3 separate regions of the Mus musculus genome follow, and regions 1 and 2 are each linked to region 3. A link is a contact called in public promoter capture Hi-C data. All regions are on one chromosome and are shown on one strand. Each heading gives the region's core, a stretch centred on a gene start, on an enhancer-like site or on the middle of the called end of the contact. The rest is flanking DNA. Distances are from core to core; before and after follow the strand shown. Region 1 has its middle 190 kb from the start of Cdh11. Region 2 overlaps Cdh11 (cadherin 11). Region 3 holds the start of Cdh5 (cadherin 5).

What was found. Promoter capture Hi-C pulls out the DNA fragments that hold promoters and counts their contacts.
Region 1: a promoter capture Hi-C map of cranial neural crest shows a contact between it and region 3, with 6 times the contacts expected there. The contact joins the enhancer-like site here to the promoter of Cdh5 in region 3. A contact is called at or near these places in 9 of 39 promoter capture datasets (the 3T3-L1 cell line, 3T3-L1-derived adipocytes, cranial neural crest and 5 more).
Region 2: a promoter capture Hi-C map of hippocampal neurons shows a contact between it and region 3, with 4 times the contacts expected there. The contact joins the enhancer-like site here to the promoter of Cdh5 in region 3. A contact is called at or near these places in 7 of 39 promoter capture datasets (the 3T3-L1 cell line, cranial neural crest, embryonic stem cells and 4 more) and 1 of 9 other capture datasets (embryonic tail).

Annotation. Positions count from the first base shown.
Region 1 is chr8:102,974,942-102,977,641 of GRCm38.p6, reverse strand. No RefSeq gene overlaps it. Among named protein-coding and RNA genes, the nearest start is that of Cdh11, 190 kb to the right of the region's middle. Within about 2 kb of position 1,256, at least 2 of the 459 cell types and tissues checked have an H3K27ac peak or open chromatin away from gene starts, as enhancers often do.
Region 2 is chr8:102,706,204-102,708,903 of GRCm38.p6, reverse strand. The region is part of intron 2 of Cdh11 (cadherin 11); the gene reads left to right. Among named protein-coding and RNA genes, the nearest start is that of Cdh11, 78 kb to the left of the region's middle. Within about 2 kb of position 1,338, at least 12 of the 459 cell types and tissues checked have an H3K27ac peak or open chromatin away from gene starts, as enhancers often do.
Region 3 is chr8:104,100,342-104,103,041 of GRCm38.p6, reverse strand. Cdh5 (cadherin 5) reads right to left here and starts at 1,417. Exons shown (of 12, transcript NM_009868.4): 1 at 1,310-1,417. All of the region lies in intron 1 of Gm29682 (predicted gene, 29682), which reads left to right.

The DNA of each region.
Region 1 (2,700 bases), core at 7-2,506, 1.1 Mb after region 3:
CCTTACTTTTCATGCTCCTATTTACCTATGGAATTCTCCAAGGATCCAGTCCTCTGTGCTGTGTTGTACTGACCTGTTGCCACGTAGATGTTGCTAAGTGGATTGTGTATGAATGTGAGGACTTGCTCTATACTTTCCTCATTTGCCGAATGGGTCAGAAACAGAAATGATTCTGGCTTCACAGGCTAATAGTAACCAGTGAGCTTCTGCTACTTATCGATTCTGCGTAGTTACCCAAATTGCTTAGTTTTGCTGAGCCTCCATTTTCTTATATACAAAATGGACATCGGAAAGAAAAATGTATTCCTGCCGAATAGAATGTAAAACACTCCCGAGTGTACCTTGAATGTTCTCACCTAGTACTAACTTAAACTCTTTCAAAGCTGATTACTGTCTACCCCCCGTGTGTGTTTGTGTGTGTGTGTGTGTGTGTGTGTGTGTGTGTGTGTGTGTGCATACACATGTGTAATTTAGTTTGCCTGTGGTTATAATAACTTAGCAGTCAGGCCAATAATCTAATCAGAAACTGGTGACAGTGAGCTTGTAAATGTTTATCAGCTGGCCCTGTAGGAGGGTATGGAAGGTAATAGCTCTGACTTGTCTCTTGTGCCAGATTCTGTAGCTTAAATCCTCTCTTGAAGGCTGATTTCAAGTGACCTAGAAAACTGATCACAGAATCTGAAAGAAACGAGCACAACTGGCTCTTCTGATCCAGTAGGGGACTGGCTCCATAGAACATGGCATTTCAATCCTAAGTATGGTTCATGTGAAGATCGTTAGGGAGGAAGCCAAAGAGGGAGAAAGATAGTGACAGGGCACAAGAAAATACAGGGGAAGGAAAAGAACAATCACAGCCAAAGATCTGAGTTCATAGGGACCATTCCTTTCAATTATTGCATTTGCTGACAGGGAATCTGAAGAAGAGCAAAAACATGCTTCTTCTGCCTCACTGCTAAAATCCAGAGTGAACTGGCTTGGTTGTGACTCCCAGGACTTAAGACATACGATTCTAGGTCAAGAATCTTAGAGGGGAATCGGAATTAGTGAATAGAACTCCAGAAATAACACAATATTTCGAGTCAAATGAAACATCACCCTAGTTAAATCTACAACATGGTCAAGACTCCTGCTGAGAAGGGCTTCACTCAGTCAACTTGGACTCAGCTTACAGGCCTTGGAAAGCCTCTGCAGTCAGAGAACGGGCAGCATGTCCTAGCAGACATCCTCAGCACCTCACTAAGTCTGCAATTCTGCCACTAAAGGGGCTGCTGATTCCTGCTTAGGTGTCACATGGGACTGGCAGTACTAACCTGCAGCTATAAGCAATTAACATGCATGATCTCGAGAGAATTGCTGAGAAATCTGGCAAAATTACTCTGTAGTCTCTCCCTCTAGCATTTGTTTTGTAAAGGGAATTATCTCTGCTGTGTTTCAGGTTTGATTCCTTGTGATGTCACCATACACTAGGACTTGATGGTCTGACTGCCATGGGAAAGTTGGCGTTGCAGAAAGTTAGGAACTGGAATGCTCAGCGTCCTGGTTAATGACACCCCACTCCTGTGTGTCATTTGGGTATGCAATTATTTAAGAGGCAATGTGTGTGTGTGTGTGTGTGTGTGTGTGTGTATGAGTCTCAGGAAGCCCCAAGAGTCAGACTCTCCAGTTTTGACTTCAGCCTTCACAGAATTCATGACTGGCACACACATGCTAAAGAAGTATTGACACAACCAGTAATTTCACCAAAATTTCCTTGTTTGTAAAGTGATGATATTGAATAAATTCCATTGTACTTTAGGGTTTTCCTTGTTTGTTTTCAGGTAGGATCACTTCTATTCCACACTAGCCTTAAATAACTCTCTATATAGTCAAAGAAGATCTTTGCTTTGTTTGTTTTGTTTGTTTGTAGCAAGGGTCTATTATGGAGCCCCAGCTGTCCTGGAACTCACTATATATAGGAGGCTGGTCTCAAACTCACATAGATTTGACTGCCTCTGCCTCCCAGTCCTTGGATTAGGGGGTATGCACTATCATGCCCTGTCCTTCTCTGGAGACTAAGGTGATTCACCTGTCTCACCTCCTGAGTGCTGAGATTGCAAGCTTGTCAATTACTCTCGGTTTATATAATGCTGGAGTCAAGGCTAGGGCTTCATGAGCACTTTGCAATCACCCCACCAACTGAGCTATGACCCTAGTTCCTAAAACTGCCCAATTCTATCTCTTTGTTGTATGGTTGGTTGCTTTTTCCAGTGCTGGGGATTGAATCCAGGGCATCTTGCATAGAATGGTTAATGCTTTCCCACTGAGTGAAACACACCCCACACTCCAGCCTCTTCATAGTTTAAATTAAGAGTTCCAGAGAAAGATCTGAAATTTTGAAGACCAGCTCTTTCAGGTAACAGTGCCACTTCCTTAGGGTAAAGGCTTTAATATCTTTAATTTTCAGGATTTGTTTTTAACCAAAAATAAAATGAGTAAATATTCTTCAAGGGATTTTTGGTTAAGATAAATGACATGGCATATGCTAAATACGTAGCACTGTACCTAGAAAAGAGTGGGTACTTAATATAGGTTGTGTACCAATAATTTTAATAATAAAAGTAAAAATTTTTGATCTTCCCATACACTGGTTCTCAAAAAGAAATGGCTTCCCTAAGGACACACAGATAGGATTTAAGTCCAGGGATATATGGTTTTAAATGC
Region 2 (2,700 bases), core at 89-2,588, 1.4 Mb after region 3:
AAGGCAAGACAATGGAACCTCCATGGGGTGAAATGACTTGGAAGACGTCACTATTTAGTTGACAGGATAAAGACTGCTTTACTTTGGGAAGGAAGGAAACAAATTCAATGTCATCACTGGGTGCAAAAACATCAATTCTGTCCTCAGTCAGCAAATTTGTCAAGGCTATCACTGCTTTCCACTCCTTTCTCTTTATTCAAAAAGAAAGTGTGCCCCGCCACCTCACCCCCCCCCCCCCGAGCTATTGTGCCAGCTATTATCAAGACTCACCACTCACCCAACACACCATACTGCTTCTGAAGTCAGTAGGACATTTTCACACATTGTCCTTCTGCAAAGAGAACCATTTGCCCGTGGCATTCAACAATTAGACCCACAGAGATCCATGAAGAAACCTGGCTTTCACTATAACATGAACTGAGCTCCTACAAATGCTTCAAAGCCTAGATGTGATAATTTCTTTATTTACATTTCAAATGTTATCCCCTTTCCTAGTTTCCCCTTCGAACACCTCCTATCCCTCCCCACCTCTTCCCCCTGCTCACCAACCCACCCACTCTGGCTTCCTGGCCCTGGAAGTCCCCTATACTGGGCTATATATAAAACCTTCACAGGACCAAGGACCTCTTCTCCTATTGATTACCGAGTAGGCCTTCCTCTGCTACATATGCAGCTAGAATCATGAGTCCCATCATGCATATGTTTTCTTTGGTTGGTGGTTTAGTGCCAGGGAGCTTTGGAGATACTGGTTAAAACAAACAAACAAACAACAACAACAACAAAACCCTAGATGTGACCTAGATTCTTTAGGTTATTGCAATCTTCTTTGCCTATACTATCACATAGATGGTAACACCTGGATGCCATGTGCTATTAAATCTTGCCATAAATCTTGCCAGTTCAGGGAAGCTTCCCATTGGCAAGCGCTGATATAGGTATATCAGAGATATGGTTCCTCTGAAAGTTACAAATTTTCAGTGACCTATGTATTGATTATTATATAATCAGTAGCCTGTTAAGCTGAAGATTGGAATCCAGGAGCCATTACTCCATATCTGAGCCTATCAATGGGGGAAAATGGCCCAAGATTATCAAGATCTCTTTTAGGAAGTACAAATCCTTTAAATACTGATAGAGAAACAAAGGATTGGTAGGGAGATAGATATTTCGTGTAGTTCCTTAAAAGCTAACCAAATTGCAGAGAAATGGGGAAAGAGACCATTTACTCCTTAAACTTTCCATTTGCTAAGTCCCGGCTCCCTTTCATTCTGGAAGATCCAATTATATTTAGGCTTCCTGAATGTAGCTCACCAGCAGGGATTACCTCAACTGAGCTCTGGCGGATCACAAACAGAGCTTTTGTTCTGATCTTACTGCTTAGGTTAATGCATCCTGACTTCTCAGCTGAAACCTGGTGAAGCTGAGTTTCCTGTCTACAAGGGAAATAAAAATCCTCCCCCACCCCTGAAAGAAACAGAAACGCAGCATTGTTTACAAATCCCGCGTCCGATTCTCATCCCGTTGAACAGGATGAGAATCTGACCCCTTATTGAAGTTAGGAAGCTGAGAATGACATCAAAGCTCTCTCTTGAATGCAGGGGAGATAATGACTTAAGTGGCTTTAATCTAGACATGCTCCTTACAAAGGAAACACAGATCTTCTCTTCTACGATGGAAAAAATAGACAACACCCCCATCGATAGACAGGCCAGCTCTTTCTAACCTCTGTTTCTAAACATCCATGGGTCCCACATCTCTAGGGTTTCACTTAGAAATTTCTCTTGCGTCAGGGAAATTTGATGCATAGAAAAGTTTAGAGAGAAATGGTCCTGAAAATAGAGGCAGAAGTGCACAGGAGACAATTGAATGACTGGGAAAGACAATCCAGTATCCTCTACACAGACAAAAGAAAGAAAAAAAAAAAAGGTATGGTTTGTTTTTCTTCATGTCTTTGCAACTAGGTGATACTTCACCTCTGTGGTACATATATAACAGTCTCACAAGGTTCCTATAGAAAAAGATGAGCGAAATGAAGAGAAGAGGCTTTCCAAAGCTTAAAACATTCTGCAGAGACAAATCCTAGTGGCTGTTGGTCCCGTCCATGCTCTTCCTATATTCCAGGGTCTGCAGTTTCTCAGAACCAGTGGAATTGAGTAAGAAAAATGTGGACATTGTAGCAGTGGGGCCCAGAGATGAGGACACCAATTTGAAACCTCTGGGGCATATCATGAACTGATGATATACTTGGATTCACATCTGCAGGATGGATATATGTTTTCCTATTTTCCTACATGAAGGACTTAAAATCCTCAGTCTATCTGCCATATCTTTCAGGCTGTATTAACATAGCCTAACTCTCTGAATAGGTAACAAAATTTACTGTAAATTATATGTGTGGTGTAAAACACACTTTAAAATTGCAAAATATATAGTATTCAAATGTCACAAAATTTGCACATGGAAAGTAACATCTTGGCTAGTCGTCATAAAACAGTACATGAATCACTCTCTACCTAATTCTACAGTGCATCACTGTCTCTCACAAGCAATGCCTCATAGCCATTAGCAGTTTAGATTTCTAGAACATAGGTTGCTAATCAGCATCCCTTTGAGGGATGCTTTTCTTTGAGGGCTAAAACTCTTCTCTAAAGTCCACAGTGAATTATTCCTAAATTACAGCACTTGTGTACATGGGGGTTA
Region 3 (2,700 bases), core at 168-2,667:
CTCTCATTAGGAGTTAAGCCCAGAGCCAAGAGTGTATATCACAAGTAAGGACTGAAGATGTTTCTACAACTTTATGGTCTAGAAGCCAGAGACCCCATGTAGTCACAGGTTCCAGGAAGAGCCCGTGCTGAGGAGGACTAAATCTAAGTTCCCATCGTCATTCTGACTCAATTTTCACACTAACTCTCCTCTGGATCTCTGTTGTTGTCTCTGAGTACAGAGTTACCCTATCTACCTCCTTGGGACTGGATAGTAAATCCAGGAGCCATTGTTTTGTCGGAATATTCTTTCTGCATGAACCATCTCCACCGCTCACCACAGATTGTGAATAGAATTGCATCCAAAAATGTCCTCTCCTAATGAAGGTTTGGAGACCTTAGGTTACCGTCCCAAGGCCACACCGAAGTGAGTAGGCTGGGATCAGTGCCGAGGGTCACTGTCTCTGAGCTGGGCTTTTGGCTCAGAGGTCCTTGTCTCTAGGGCCTTCCAGAGACTTTGCTGAGCTGTACGGCCACAAGAATTCTTGAGCTCTGGGCTCTGAGTATCTGGTGTTGGGGGAGAAACTACAGGCTACCTTCCTGCCTGCAACTGCCGAAACACAAAGCAGGCTCTGAGAGTCTAGGGGAGATGAGGGAAGAGGGCTCATAAATGGGACTCCAAGTGCCCAGAGCTGAACCTCAGAAGGCCCATCTTGAAAGTGGGAGATATTGACAGAGGGAACGAGTACCCCTTTCAGCTCCCCAAATCCCACCCTAGTCCCTCGAGGTGTTGTAGGTAGAGATAACGGGGCAGGGGAATATAAGTCAGACCTTGGGAAATCTATCTCTTTAGCTCTGGACCAGATTGTCCTTTGGGCAGAAGGCAGAGCTAATCCTGGTAGATAGGGAAGGGAATCACAGAGCCGTTATTTGTCCATCCCACACAAAGCAGATCCTACTCAAATCCAAGGTCCAGACTCCAGTCCTCTGCCCTTGTCCTTGCTGAGTGACAGTGGAAATCCTATCCTCTTTGAGCCTGGTAGTCATAGAAGCTCCAGGTCACTGGAGTTTCCCTGAGTACGACAGTCTACTTACAAGGCTGCTGAGTCTTTCTTGAACATTGGTTCTGAGATAACCGTTTGTGTCCTTGCACACTAAGAGATATGCATTTTTTTTAGCCCTACCCTGGCCCCAGCAGAGAGACTCAGGCTCCGGAGAGGCTGTGTTCCCTTGAGAGTCCTACAGTGGCCATCCCATACGGGCAAGCCAGGACTCTCCCAGTTTTATCTCCATGAGACAGGAGTAGAGAGGGATTTGGGAGTCTCACTTACCTTGTCCGTGAGCAGAAGGCTCTCTCCACTGCAGTCTGTCCAGGGCCGAGCTTTGTGGAGAGCACAGTTGATTGCCTCAGGAGGGGAGAGGGGAGCCACACCCAGGCTGGGAGGGAGGCAGGTTTTCCAACTGGCCCTGGCCCACTTCCCCTCGGGATGGTTTCCTGTTATTGTTCCTTTGTGAGCTGCCTGCAGATAGGCAAGCCCTACGGTGGGCGGCCTCAGCTTGGTCAGCCTGGGCCCGTGGAAGCCTTGGACCTGCCTGGGGTATTCAACTCATACCTCAATTCTAGGTCTCATCGGAGGAGCTGTGAGCCTAGGGGTAGCTGTGGGGGCTCTAAGCTTCTGCCAGAGCATTCAGCCATCCCTGGGAGGCAGGTGTCATATCCCCCACTTTACAGTTCAGAAAGCAGAGGCTTAGTGGGTCTAAGGTACTTGTTTCCTCGCTGGACAGAGTAACCCAGACAGAAACCCAGCTACCTCAGCTTCTCCACAGAGCCGGCTTTCCGTGGCGACTCTGTAGTATGGTGGAACGAAAGGGGGCTGTGGAGTTCTCAGAGTCGGGCAGCTGAGAAACGTGACAGACAATCACTTTCAGCAGCAGATTTTGCCTGTCAGATTCTTCCAGGTAGGGCAGTGTGAGTTTCAGTTCCAAGGTACCAGCCTGGCCCATCTCACTTTACAAATACTGGGTGATGGGCTTCACGTGACCATGGACCAACCAGGGATCCATGCCTCAGTCTCCTCATCTGTATAATGGAGATAGCCATAGGTCTGAGTCAGCAAAAAAGTAAGAAGAGCTAAGAAGACAGCAAAGCAGTAGGTAGACCAGGGTCCCTCAGGACCAAGAGGCTGGGGAGATGAGGTCAAGATTCTCTTCATTCAGCCAGGCGTGGTGGCGCACGCCTTTAATCCCAGCACTCGGGAGGCAGAGGCAGGTGGATTTCTGAGTTCGAGGCCAGCCTGGTCTACAGAGTGTGTTCCAGGATAGCCAGGGCTATACAGAGAAACCCTGTCTCGAAAAACCAAAAAAAAAGAAAAAAAAAAAAAAAGAAAAAGATTCTCTTCATTCATTATGTGATGGGTTAGTAAAAATTTCAGGGTTCTGGCTCAGAGTAAATGACAGACCCCCAGAGTGTACCTTTTGGCAAATTGCCTGGGTTTCTTCATGCATAAAAGTTTGGGAAGTCCCCAACTTGTCCTGCTTTTCAGTGAGGCAAAGAGGGACCATAAGAGAGCAGATCTTTCCGGGCATGGAGAAAATACTGTGGGGGTAGGGTGGGGTGTGGTGGGGGGAAGAAAGGGTTTTCTGTTTGGGGTAGGTAATGTTGGAGATGCCCATTAGACACCCAAGTAGAGACATGGGCTTGGTGAACGAAAGCAAAGTTGGT